Regions from separate parts of the Oryctolagus cuniculus genome. Here all the other regions are linked to region 2. A link is a contact called in public Micro-C data. All regions are on one chromosome and are shown on one strand. The core of a region is the stretch at or near the end of the contact, and the rest is flanking DNA. Distances in the headings are between cores, read along the strand shown.

Region 1 (3,869 bases), core at 59-2,558, 300 kb before region 2:
ATGCCTCTCAAATAAATAAATAAATCTTAAATTTTTTTTTTTATTTGAAAAGCAGTTAGAGAGAGAGAAAGGGAGAGAGATATATTTTCTATCTATTTTCTATCTGCTGGTTCACTCCCCAACAGTCCTCGGAGTCTCCCACGTGGGTGCAGGGGCCCAAGCACCTGGGCCATCCTCCACTGCTTTCTCAGGCACATCAGCAGGGAGCCGGAGAGGAAGTGGAGCACCGGGGACTCCCCTGGGTCCATATGGATGCTGGCGTATGCTAGCGGCACAGGCCGGGGCTTTACCTGCTATGCCACAGTGTGGACCACCACACTGTAAACTTCTAACAAGAGTCTTGCCCTGGCCTGTTTCCCTCTTCAGCCCTGTCTTGTCCTGCTACCTCAAGCTCCAGCTTCCTGTACTTCTACAGCACCACCAACTCCCTCATCATGGAATCCTCCCCCGTGCCTAGAGCGCCCATCTCGCTCCCTTTGTTGAGCCTCTCCATCACTGGCATTTTCTACACTGCCCTAACTGCTAGGATCTTTAATCCATCAGGCTGTAATTTCAGAGACAACTTCCTGGGTTGTGGCAGTGGAACGGTGTCCTACGCGACACCCAATGCCACCCGTTATTATGCACAGGTGGGGCTGCCTCTTACGGCAACATCATGTGTCTGCCGCACAGGTGGGGCCTAAAAACGAACTCCAAACCCTAGTTTGTTCTAGTGCAGTCGGCAACTTAACTCAGAGCTGGAGACTGCTCCTCAGCCCGACCCCCGCCTAGAGGCGCCCCCACCCCACCCCCACCCCCGCCCCCAAGCCCACAATCCTGCAGGACCACTCACGTCTCTGGCGCTGGGTGCAGGTGAGGCCCGGGATGAGCGGGGAAGAGCAGCCACGGCAGAGGGTCCTCTTCACCGAGGGGTCCCTGGGGGCAGAGGCAAAGGTGGTCCGGCCGCCCGCTCCACGGCCCGCGTCCCCCCGCCGCCAGCTGCGCGCCCGTCTCACCGACGCAGGACGAGCCGCTTGGCGATGGTCCGCTCAGTGTGGCAGTAGAATCTGGCCAGCGCCTGGTTCTCGGGGTCCTGCGCAAGGACGCAGTGGGCGGCCTGGGCGGCCGGGGCGGGGTCACCTCGGCGCCGAACGCACGAGGTCCGCGTCCCTCCGCACGCCCTGGCCGGGACTCACCTGGTAGAGGAAGTTGAGCCTCAGGAAGGCCTCGCGGTCCTTGACCGGGCCCGCCATGGGCGCAGTGCCGGCCCTCGTAGGACCGCCTCCAGCCCCGCCCACGGCGCCGCGCGAGGCCTGCTGGGAAGTGTAGTCCCACGGGGCCCGCGCCCCGGCTGGCCGCCCCAGCACCCTGAGTGGGCAAGCCCAAGCCCTGCCTTCCAACCCTTGAGTCCGTTCTGGAGTTTGGGAGTCCTTCCAGACTTCCGCAAGCCCACGGTTCGGCTATCGGAGTGGGAGAGGATCTTAAAAAGTGCTACACATTTTCACGAGAGAGGACCGGTGTCTAAGACAGACAGCCGGGTATACCCAGCTAGACCTGCGCACCAGTCTCCTAAGCCGAAGGCAGACACCTAGATCTGGTGGGACAGAGGCTACATGTCCACACAGCCATAGGGGCCCACGAGCTTTGTGAAGAGGGTGAGGATCGCGAAAACACAACTTACTCTCTTTTCCACCCACCCGGGAAACACACTGTGCTTGTTACACGGTGCTGTTAACACACCAGGTGAGCCCCACTTGTGCCAACAGTTTCCAACCCCTGGCGTATAGCGCGGAAACCTGTCAGCAGCAGCCCCACCCCAGCCCACACCCTGACCTTTCTCTCCCTCCAGTTTCTTCTGTCTGCCATCCCGTTCACCTGATTCTTCACCTGATTCTCGGTGGCCGCCAGCTGCACAACGCAAACATGAGGTGGGCAGGATGTGCATGAGCGGCTAGCACAGGTCAGGAGAGGGTGAGCCGCCTCTCTCCTTTAGGGGCCCCTGCCACCAGGCGACAGAGGACCAGGCCTCCTGCTCAGGGGAAGGAAAGTGGCTGACACTTGGGATGTCTTGCAGGGGTCCTCAGACTCAGGTGAGTTTAATGCCGATGCCTAGGCCCGCACAGGCCCTGACCGAACAAAGAGAGGGGGAGGCCCAGGAGCATGCGTTTTGAACACCCATCAACACAAAGCCATTGCCAAATTACCACACAACACAGAGGTCACTTCAGTGGATCCTTTGTTCCATATAATTTTTACCAACCAGAGTTATCCTGCCACAAAGAACCACAGTCAAGGCACAAAGGTAAGAGGAGGAGAGTGGACACAGTCCTGCTGAGGTGGTAGAACTGAAATGCCCTCGATAAACTGCAGTTTCTTGTCCTGGTCTTCTGTGGAGATTGACCCAAGCAGCAGATAATCCAAGACGTTGTGTTTTGGTTTGGCATGCATTGCTTTCCTTGTTTTTTTTGTTTCTTTATTTGGATCACTTATGTACCCTACTGGTTGTTTGTTTTGGCCTAACATTAAGATGATTTACATTCTCTGAAAAGGGGAATGGCAAAGGGTGAACGATGGCAACAGACAAGCCAAAGCCTGCCTTGTGTGAACAGCAATACCAGGCCAGACGCACACAGGCCCAAGGAAGTTGCTATCTGGCCTTTTCTTACACACACCGCCCGCTTCTCACCTGTCCTCAGGGTGAGAAAGACTCCATTTAACTTTCTTCCTTTCTGGCTTGGACACTGCCAGCTAACAAGGCTGACAACTTGGGAGCAGCCACTTAGGAACATTCTTTAAGGCCAGAGCTTTGGACAGAGTTACCTCCCTCTGACACCCAACTCTTGCCTCTCCCTGTCCCCTTGGGAGAACAGTGAGAGGGTAGGCGTGTCTCACAGGCTCTCTCCCAACTCGCCTCTGGAGAGGAGTGAGGGCAGTGACTTCTTGGAGACAACCCACCACGAGCAAGCCAGCAGTAAGCCAGCTCTGCGGATGGCTGAGGCGGAAACCTGGGTTCTCCTGTCTTCTCACCTCCTCCTTTTTCCTATACGACTTCTGGCCATTCCTCATCACAATGGCAACCCTAACCTGGGAACAGAAGACTGATCGAATCTCCTTCCCTTTCATTAGTCTCTAGGACTTTTTAGTTTCCTTCCTTGACCTTCCTTCTATATCCTTCTTGATCCCAGACTCTGCTCTTAAAAAACAAAACAAACAAACAAACAAAAAAACAAAAAACAAAAACAAAAAAACTCAACTTCAGATTCATGACAGCAGCTGTCACTCATCTTCCTTCAATCAAGAGGTGCACAGACCTTTGCAATCCTCCTTAGGAAACAAGACTATTCTGGGTCGAAGAACCCCATGAGAAGATGCCTGGGGGGGTTTCTGCTTCTTCTTCCAGTTTGAGCAAATTAGAACCTCCTGCTGACTCTGTTTCCATAAAAGCCTCTCCTTCCTTTCCAACCCCTCCCTGTGCAACAGAAAACCTGGTGGGCGCCAGGGTCGACGATCCCCTGGGAACCAGCTCCCCATCCTGACCGTCAGGAGGGAGACACAGCTGTGCTCTCACTGCAGCCCGGGCCTGCCCACTCCTGCACACAAAGCATCTTAGAAACCACGGTGTTTCTCTGAGATGATTCACAACTGGAACCAGGCAGACACCAAGACGTTCCCGCAGGCCACAGGAAGGAAGGCCCGTATTCTTGACCCTGCCTCACCCCGATTCCTCCCGCGTCCCAACCTGTCACTCCCAATCTGTTGGAGGCCTGATGGTAAGTGGTGCAGCATTCTTCCGACCGGCCCGTATGCCTGGGTAGAACAGGGGCCAAAGTTTCTCTGTGAAGGTATCGGTGAAGGTGTAGATGTGAGAACGGTCTGTGACGTTATAAAAA
Region 2 (4,118 bases), core at 796-3,295:
CAAAAGCCATCAAGCTTCAGGCCATACTCCAGGTGAAGCCCCCAAGAACATCCACATTCTACCAGGGATCCCTAGATCAATCCTCAGAGGAATGTTCTGCTGCTGTTCCATCTCTGTGCCCTTTGTCAGCAGGATGCAGCCAGAGTGGTTGTCACCCCAAACCCTTAATGGCTGTTAGGGTCCATTCTTCTGGTGAGGGGCGGAATGCGAGGAGTTAGCTGGGCTAATAGGCAGTTAGGTCAGTTGGAATGTGTGTCAGGCTAATGCACAGTTAGTTCTGTTAAGTGCACTTAGTTTTTATCAGGTGGGAAAGCTAGACAGGATTGTAATCCCTGCCTTCTGATTGGCTGCTATTCTGCCCCCGCCCCTGATTGGTTAAATCCAGGTCTGGTTTTCAGAAGGGGGCCAATAGAGAGAGCTATTTTTTTTTTTCTAAAGGGCAGGCCTTTAGAGGCTTAACTGGCAACTCCTCCCTTGGAGACCTCTCCTGACTGCTGTGTCAGTAGGTCTCTCACTTTCAATAAGTCTCGCTTTGCTCACTGCCCCCTGTCCATGTGGAAATTCTTCTTCGCCATGAGACAAGAACTGAGATCACCTTCACCGTTTTGCAACACCAGCAGCTGGAGAGGCGAGTACCACCCTGTGCTGCCTCTGAGCACAAAGCAAGCTTAGGAGTCACTTGCATTCCCAGCATCCACTTCTGTTGCCCTTACTTGGACCCGAGAAGCTGCGTCAACCAGACATAGTGTTCTGGGCAAGGGAATAGCAAGGCTGAGGCCAGCATTCAGAAACGCCCACGCTGAGTTCATTCACTCAACATTCATTCATTGAGTGACAACCACGGCTAAGGAACACGGGTGATGTTTCAACTTCCATGCTGCTTAGGAGGATGGAAAATAAACATGCTCACAAAGGAATAAACAAGATGCTTTGAAAGCTGACAGCTGTATGCAGAAAGTAAATCAAAACACGACGGGGGGCCTGATGTAGACTGGGTGATGGAGGAAGGGCTGACAGGTCAGTTGAGCAGGTGCATGGCTGACAAGAAGGAGGCTCTGGGACCAGGGTGGCTCAAAGCTCCCCGAGGGAGTGGTGGCAGGCGGGAGTCAGAGAGCCTCCACAGGCTTTCCGGGGGCCCTTCGGGCACCTTCCGTGTCCCTCTAAGGGTGTGGGGAAGACAGCGGAGAAGTGTAAGCGGGGCAGGGGAGGAAGGCCCGGTGAACGAAGCGCCACGGCTGCAGTGTGACAGAACGGCCTGTAGGTGGGGCAAGCACCGGCGGAGAGCCGCTTAGCAGCACACACTTTCTTCCACCACAGCAACTACAGAACAGGTTCTAAAACGTGCCGAGGCCACCGTCAGGGCGGTGCCAGGCGGTGAGGGCGCCGGGGACGCGGAGCCTCCTGGAAACCGCCCTCCCACACACCACGGGCGCTCTGGCGCGGGAAGGCCCCCCAGGCTTTCGGAGCCTCGGCTTTCCTTTCTGTCAGATGGGGGCAATGCTTGCCTTCAGGCCATTTTGCCTCAGGCGCCTCATTCGTCACGGGCGCTTCAGAGGTGGTTAATTTTTGTAAACAGGCCCAAGAGACTATTCGCTGGCGAAGATGCTACCTTGTTCTGGAAGCAAATTGAGGCCGCTCTGGGGATGGGGGTGGGAGGATATTTAATATTAAGCACCTGGCGAAGGTTACGTGACCTCAAAATGCACTCCGACTCGGATCCAGCACTGGGTGGGGATCGCGAGAGTAGCTGGGGGTCTCGGGAGGAGGGGAGGGAATCTAGCACCCCAGAGTCCCAAGCAGGGGTCTCATTAGGCCTCCGAATCTGGCTCCCTCCAAGCCTGTAACGGCACCGGCCTTCCGCTTCAAACTCCGGCGGCGGCTCCGGCGCAGCCCCGCCCCGCCGGATTTCGGTTTCCTTTTCGCGAGTCCTGCCGCTCCACCCCCCCGCAACCGCCTGGGGATTTGCCCAGTGATCAGTGACGTAGGGGAGACCGAGGTGCCCATTGGCAGACGGAGTTCGGCAGCGACCAATCCCAGGGCCGCTCGGGAAAAATCTCGGTGGAAGGCCTCGAAGAGCCGGGAGATTACGGGGCGGGGACGAGCTGTCTCGCTCGGGGGCTCGTGGAGGAGCGGGACCCCGAACGTACCGGCGCGGGAGAGAGGCGACCCCAGCCCCGGATTCGCGACCCGGAGCTCGGGACTGGTGAGTGGCGGCCTCCGATGAGAACTGCCGCGAGGCGGCGGTCTGACCAGCGCGGCTCAGGGCCGGGCGGCCGCTGGGCCCCGGGGCGGAGCGGGGCCAGGCCGCCCGGCGGGCTGGGGCGCGGGCCGGACCCGCCGCCACCTCCCCGCCGGCCCAAGCCCTGCCGCTTCGCCCGCCCCTGCATCTGCGGGTCCCTCCCGGGCCTTTCTGCTTCCCAGGGCTCAGTGTGGGCGCGTATGCGTTCCAGTCCCCACAGCCAGAAGTCAGCGGGGCCCGGATGGCGGTCTGGTTGCTCGGAGCCGGGTAGAGACGCGGCCAATCCGGCTCCGTGGTCAGAGTCAGGTTTTCTTGCCTTTCCTTCCTTTTTCTGTTTCGTCAGAATAAACCGGTTTAGCCACATAGGCTTGAGAGCTGCGAATTCTCTCTCTGACCTTAGAAATAAGTGCATGAATTTAACTTTGTGGAGTAAGCGAGAGGCAGACACTTCCAAATAACCAGTAGGTTCCAGTGTCTGACACTGCAACCAGTCGTGTGTGTTTGAAGAGAGGGGAGAGTGACATTGGTTCAAGCATACCCGAACCTTCTGTTTAACTGCTGGCTTAAATCATAAACCCTAGCATATTTAACCCCCAAGTTTTAAAGAAATTACCTCTTAGAAAAAAATGGACATTTTTTATGGTCTTCAAATTGCAATTTTTAAAAATAGAGTATTTTATTAAACATTGACTTTATTTTTATAGCAGTTTTTGGATTTTAGGAAAATTGAAAAGACAGTACAGAGTTCCCATATAAAGTATCGACGACTCTTGCCCCTGTTAGCAGCATCTTGCATCAGTGTGGTGCATTTGTTGCAATTAATGGACCAATGACCATTATTACTGACCAGAGTCCTCAGTGAATTCGTATTTCCTTAGTTTTTTTTTTTTTTTTCTTAAAAAGCACTTTTTCTGTTTCGTGAGCCTGTCCAGGTTGCCACTTTATGTTCAGTTCTGCATCTCCTCATGTTCATTTTGGTTGTGGCAGTTTCTCAGACTTTGTTTTGATGACCTTGACAGTTTGATCATGTAGATTGTAGATGGAATTTGTCTGAATTTTTTTTCCCTAAGACTTTGCTTCATGAGGTGTAGAGGAGGAATACCACAGAGGCAGTTTGCCGTTTTCCCCAGGTCATATCAGGGGTACACACCATCAGCATGACTTAGGGCTTGATGTTGGACTTGGTCACCTGGATGCAAGAATGAAGGGTTCCCCCCTCTTGCATACTGTACTCTTAGAATGAAGCCACTGTGTGCAGCTCCCACCTTAGGAGTAGGAGCTGTGCTCTCCTCCTTGAGGGCTGTGTCCACATACATTATTAGGCATTATCCTGGTGGGAGATTGGTCTCCTTCTTCCGTGTTTATTAACTTATTCACTCATTTATATGAGTGTGGACTCATGGGTTATAATCCCATACTGCTTTATTTTGCTAGGCGAAATGTTGTCGATGAGTCCATTGGGGTTTTTTTCAGGTTGGCTCCTATGCTTATGCTAGCATGTGTTTTCCTAGAGCCTTTTTCTGTTGAAACACTTAACGATTGTACGACCTCACCTTGAACTTCAAACAGCCTGGTAAATTTGGCAAAACATTTTCTCCTTGTTAGTAGGCAAGGAAACTGAGGCCCAGGGGCAGTAGACGCCACTTCCTCCAAGGAGTAACAGGATGGACTCAGTTTAGCTGCCACCCCCCTCAGAAAAGAGCCTGTGGTTAGAATTGAGGTTTTGGGGAGTGACTGAGAGACACAGGCTCTCAGGATCTGAATGGAGATGACATGGAGGATGACTGGAAGCTGACTGTTGTTTTTGAAAAGAGAAGTTTGCTTTAGCTAACATCCAGGATGAATTAGAACTGCCAGCTTGGTTGAAATGGAATATTAA
Region 3 (3,843 bases), core at 904-3,403, 270 kb after region 2:
TCGTCTTTCTCTGTTTGTAACTCTACCTCTCAAATAAATAAATAAAATCTTAAAAAAAATGTATTCCTTTGAATGGATGCATTCCAGTGTACTGAGTCAGTACCTTGTGATTTGGACATTAAGGTTGTTTTCTGATTTAGTAGCAGCAGTGTGCCAATGGACACCACTGAGATAACTTTCAGTGTCATGCACTCCTCTTGTCCAGAAGATTCCTCTGCTTCATTTCCCTCCATCAAGGCAGGACTTCAGAGAGGCTGCAGGTAGTGGACAGGTGTAGGTCTGAGTAAGGGTCTTGTGAATTGTTAGTTGGTCTATGACAAAGCATCAGATCAGATCCCTGCTCCAGAAGAGCCCTGCCAGGTATGAGAAGCGTGTCCTTTGGGCAAACAGCCTTGCCAGGTACACAGAAGCACACAGGAAGGGTGTGTGGGCATGTGACAGGTGAACTAGCCTGTAGACTGGGCTTCAAGTCAGGAAACTCCTCTTGTCCAGCCTTGTGATGGTCTTCCCGGTGTTAGTAACTTTCTTGCACTCACATTTCTTTGGTGGTGTTCTGCCTAGAGAACAGTTCACTTAGGGGAAGAGTGGTTGTCATTTTGAGTGGTCAGAAATCCTGTTTCACTCTCTTCTCTCTCTCATCTACTCATTTTCCAGGTCAGTGGTTCTCAACCACACACACCCACTGTGAAAGCTTGTGGGTCCTCTTTTTATTATTACAACAATGGAGTGAGGCACTACTGTCATTCATGAGCAGGGCAGGGGTATAGACATTGTTCAAAGTACAGCCTGCACAATGAAGGAATGTCCCTCATTCAGGTTCTCAGAAGTCCCCTAGGACATTGATGTAGGTGAAAACCTTGGTTAATTATTTGAGTCTAGAACTTAACACAGTTTTTTTTTTTTTTAATGGTCTAAATACATGATGAACTTTCTAGGAACGCAATTATGGTTTTCTGTAAATTAGGGGAAGATTTGCTTTGCTACCAAGAGTAGTTCGACATTTCATTGACTCACTTCAGTGATGGCCATGTGCTGGAGGGGGTTGAGTCACCAACTTAGCACCTGTATCAGCCTGTGCTGGTAGCAGTCTCATCACCGTGACTCTGTGCACAGGTGCAAACATCTGCCTACTACTCCATTATGACTTCTAGTGTAGCAAGATTTGAGCACTCATTCATTCACATATTGTTCGTGTTACTTTATTACAAGTAACCTTTATTTTCCTGGCAGGGACACATTTTGATCCTTTTTTTTTTTTCAAGTTATGTCATCTGTGAATTTCAATTCAGGTCACTACAAAGTGTTTATTATGAAAGAGGCATAAGACCTCGGTTGCAGGTAGTCTCACGTGCTTGGCGTCTTCCCCCTTTTTTTCCCAGGAGCTGTCAGAAAGCAGCCGCCCCTCCCCCTTCTCCCAGCTCCAAGTCAGGCCTGTGATGGACAGCACTGGCCTGGGCTGCAGACAATAGCCAAGGCGCTTCTGGAGCTGTCAAAAGGCCTGTACTTCCCTGACTATCTTCAGAGTTTCCACTCGGCCCTTAGCTAAGAAATATTGATTGTCAAGCTCTGCGGAAGTCTAGAACCTGGCTGCTCTTTTCTCTTGCGCGCTCCCCGCCCCCCTTTTCTTCTACCTTGATTTCTGTCCTGGATGCGCCCCCTCCCATCTTTGGCTTCCCATCCACTCTGCACCCCCTTCCCGCAGCAGGAGAGAGGCAATGCTGGCCCAAGGGGCCGCCCAGGTCTCCGGCTCTCCCTGTCGGCACCCGACGCTTCTCGCTCTTGGGTGGCTCAGGTGCACCGTCCCCCACCTCATTCCCCCTCCCCTTCTCGCCCAGGTTTCTGTCTCTCCCACCGCTCTCCGCGTAGCTCCCAGCCTCCGCCTCCATTGTCGCCCGGCTTCAGGGCCGCTTTCCCTCTGTGCAACCGTCTTTCTCCACCTTCATCCCAGACTCTGGCTCAGTGCCAGCTTCTCTCTGCCTTTTTGGCTCGGGGCTGCTAGCCGGTGCTCGGCCCCCGCCCGGGCGTACGTGCGCGCCGGGGTCGGTTCCCACCTCTCAGCCCTGCGCCTCTCCGCCGCCCGCCCCGCGCGCTGTGGGCGGTCCAGGGCGGGGCTGGGATCCGGGGCGGCTCCCGGGGCTGGGGTTGTGGGAGGCGCCCTCTCCCCGGTCTCCCCTCTCTTCCCCCCGCCCTGTCTTCCCCTGCACCCTCCTTCTTCCCTCCGCCCGAGAGCTTTCCCCGGTCCCCGGCGCCGCCTCCTTCCCTCCCGGCTCCCCGCTCCCGCGGCCGCCGCCGCCCCGGGGAAGGAGAGACGGGGGTGGGGTTCGGGGGAAGCGAGAGAGGAGGGGAGAGACCCTGGCCGGGCCGCAGCCCGGAACTGAGGGGAGGAAGGCTGGGAGGAAGGGAAAGGTGGAGGAGAGAGGAGGGGGGAGCGGGGAGGAGCGGCCGGGCCTGGGGCCTTGAGGCCCGGGGAGAGCCGGGGAGCTGGGCCGGCGCGCCGAGGTAAGAGCCAGGGTCCCGGGAGGCAGGGCTCGGAGAGGGGCGCGTGGGGGAGGGCGGGCCGGGGGCCGAGGGCGAGGAGGAACGGCGGGGATGGACTCGGGGAGCGGTGAGGCGGCCGGTCCCGGCAGCGTGGGTAAGCCGGGCTCCGCCGAGCTGCGGGGGCCGGGGAGAGGAGGTGGTGAGAGGTGGAGTCCCGGGAGGGTGGGGGGCCGAGGGAGGCAGGAGGAGGGTGGGGACAGGCGTTCTCTCCTCCTCTCCCCCCACCCCGCGCGGGGCTCCGCCCCCGCCTCCTCCGCGGGGCGCGCTCGCGGTCCCCGGGGCCGAGCGGGGTCGCAGCCTGCGAGGCCACCGCGGGGAGGCCAGGCCGCTCCCGGGTCCGGGCCGCGCCGGCGGGGCTCGGGCTGGTCCTCACGGCCGCCTCTCACTCAGATGCTGCCGTTGCTGCTGCTGCTGCTGCTGGCGCCTCTCTTCCTACGTCCCCCGGGCGCGGGCGGGGCGCAGACCCCCAACGCCACCTCCGAAGGTGCCCCCTTCTCCGGCGACCTCGGGCCCTCCTTCACCCAACTCCCGCTTTCCCCAGGCCTCTTCAATTCTGGAGCTTGTCACTGTCCCGTCAGCCCTACACGGCATCCCCGCCTGCCACCCCTTCTGCTCGGCCCCTTTTAGTACTCCCTACCTCCTTCCGGTCACCCCACCTTTCTATCCAGCACCCCTCCATCTGCCCAGGACTGCACGGCACCACCCGCCAGGAACCTGCACTATTTCCTCGACCCCACCTCCCTCTCCTGGCCCCAGGTTACCTCTGCTGGGTCCCACTTCACTGCTCAGATGGTCTTACAAGGTCCCCCACTCGTCATTCTAATTAACTCAAGGATCCCTTTAGCCTTTTTTGGGGGGCTAAGCTCCACCCACTCATCATACCCTTCACTATTTCCTAGTTACTTTTCTTCATCACCGTCCACTAGCATCGTCCCAGCCCGGCTCGTGGCGACTCCCCCCTCCCGCCCGGGGTTCTTTTCAGCCAGTCAGGCCTCCCCCTTTCCCCTGGCCCCCAGCCCGCCCAGCGGCCACGCCCTACTCTCCCTCCGCCTCCACCGCGGAGCCTCTTTTTCCTCTTTCCCACGATTCCTCTCTGTGTGCCTCCCCCACTCACCCTCAGGTTGCCAGATCATACACCCGCCCTGGGAAGGGGGCATAAGGTACCGGGGCCTGACTCGGGACCAGGTGAAGGCTATCAACTTCCTGCCTGTGGACTATGAGATTGAATATGTGTGCCGGGGGGAGCGCGAGGTGGTGGGGCCCAAGGTGCGCAAGTGCCTGGCCAACGGCTCCTGGACAGACATG

What was found. A called contact is a pair of places that touch in the nucleus more often than the background predicts.
Region 1: a contact with region 2 is called in a Micro-C map of ear pinna, with 3 times the contacts expected there. The contact joins the promoter of RPP21 here to the promoter of LOC100354871 in region 2. A contact is called at or near these places in 2 of 6 Hi-C or Micro-C datasets (ear pinna and an unstated tissue).
Region 3: a contact with region 2 is called in a Micro-C map of ear pinna, with 4 times the contacts expected there. The contact joins the promoter of GABBR1 here to the promoter of LOC100354871 in region 2. A contact is called at or near these places in 2 of 6 Hi-C or Micro-C datasets (ear pinna and an unstated tissue).

Annotation. Positions count from the first base shown.
Region 1 is chr5:139,949,619-139,953,487 of mOryCun1.1, forward strand. RPP21 (ribonuclease P/MRP subunit p21) reads right to left here and starts at 1,309. Exons shown (of 5, transcript XM_002714349.5): 1 at 1,176-1,309; 2 at 996-1,096; 3 at 833-915. The coding sequence starts at 1,232. TRIM39 (tripartite motif containing 39) reads right to left here. Exons shown (of 7, transcript XM_051855775.2): 7 at 2,199-3,869.
Region 2 is chr5:140,249,075-140,253,192 of mOryCun1.1, forward strand. It overlaps LOC100354871 (tripartite motif-containing protein 26), which reads left to right and starts at 2,046. Exons shown (of 8, transcript XM_002714345.5): 1 at 2,046-2,203.
Region 3 is chr5:140,519,469-140,523,311 of mOryCun1.1, forward strand. GABBR1 (gamma-aminobutyric acid type B receptor subunit 1) reads left to right here and starts at 2,154. Exons shown (of 23, transcript XM_008262637.4): 1 at 2,154-2,499; 2 at 2,929-3,022; 3 at 3,659-3,843. The coding sequence starts at 2,929.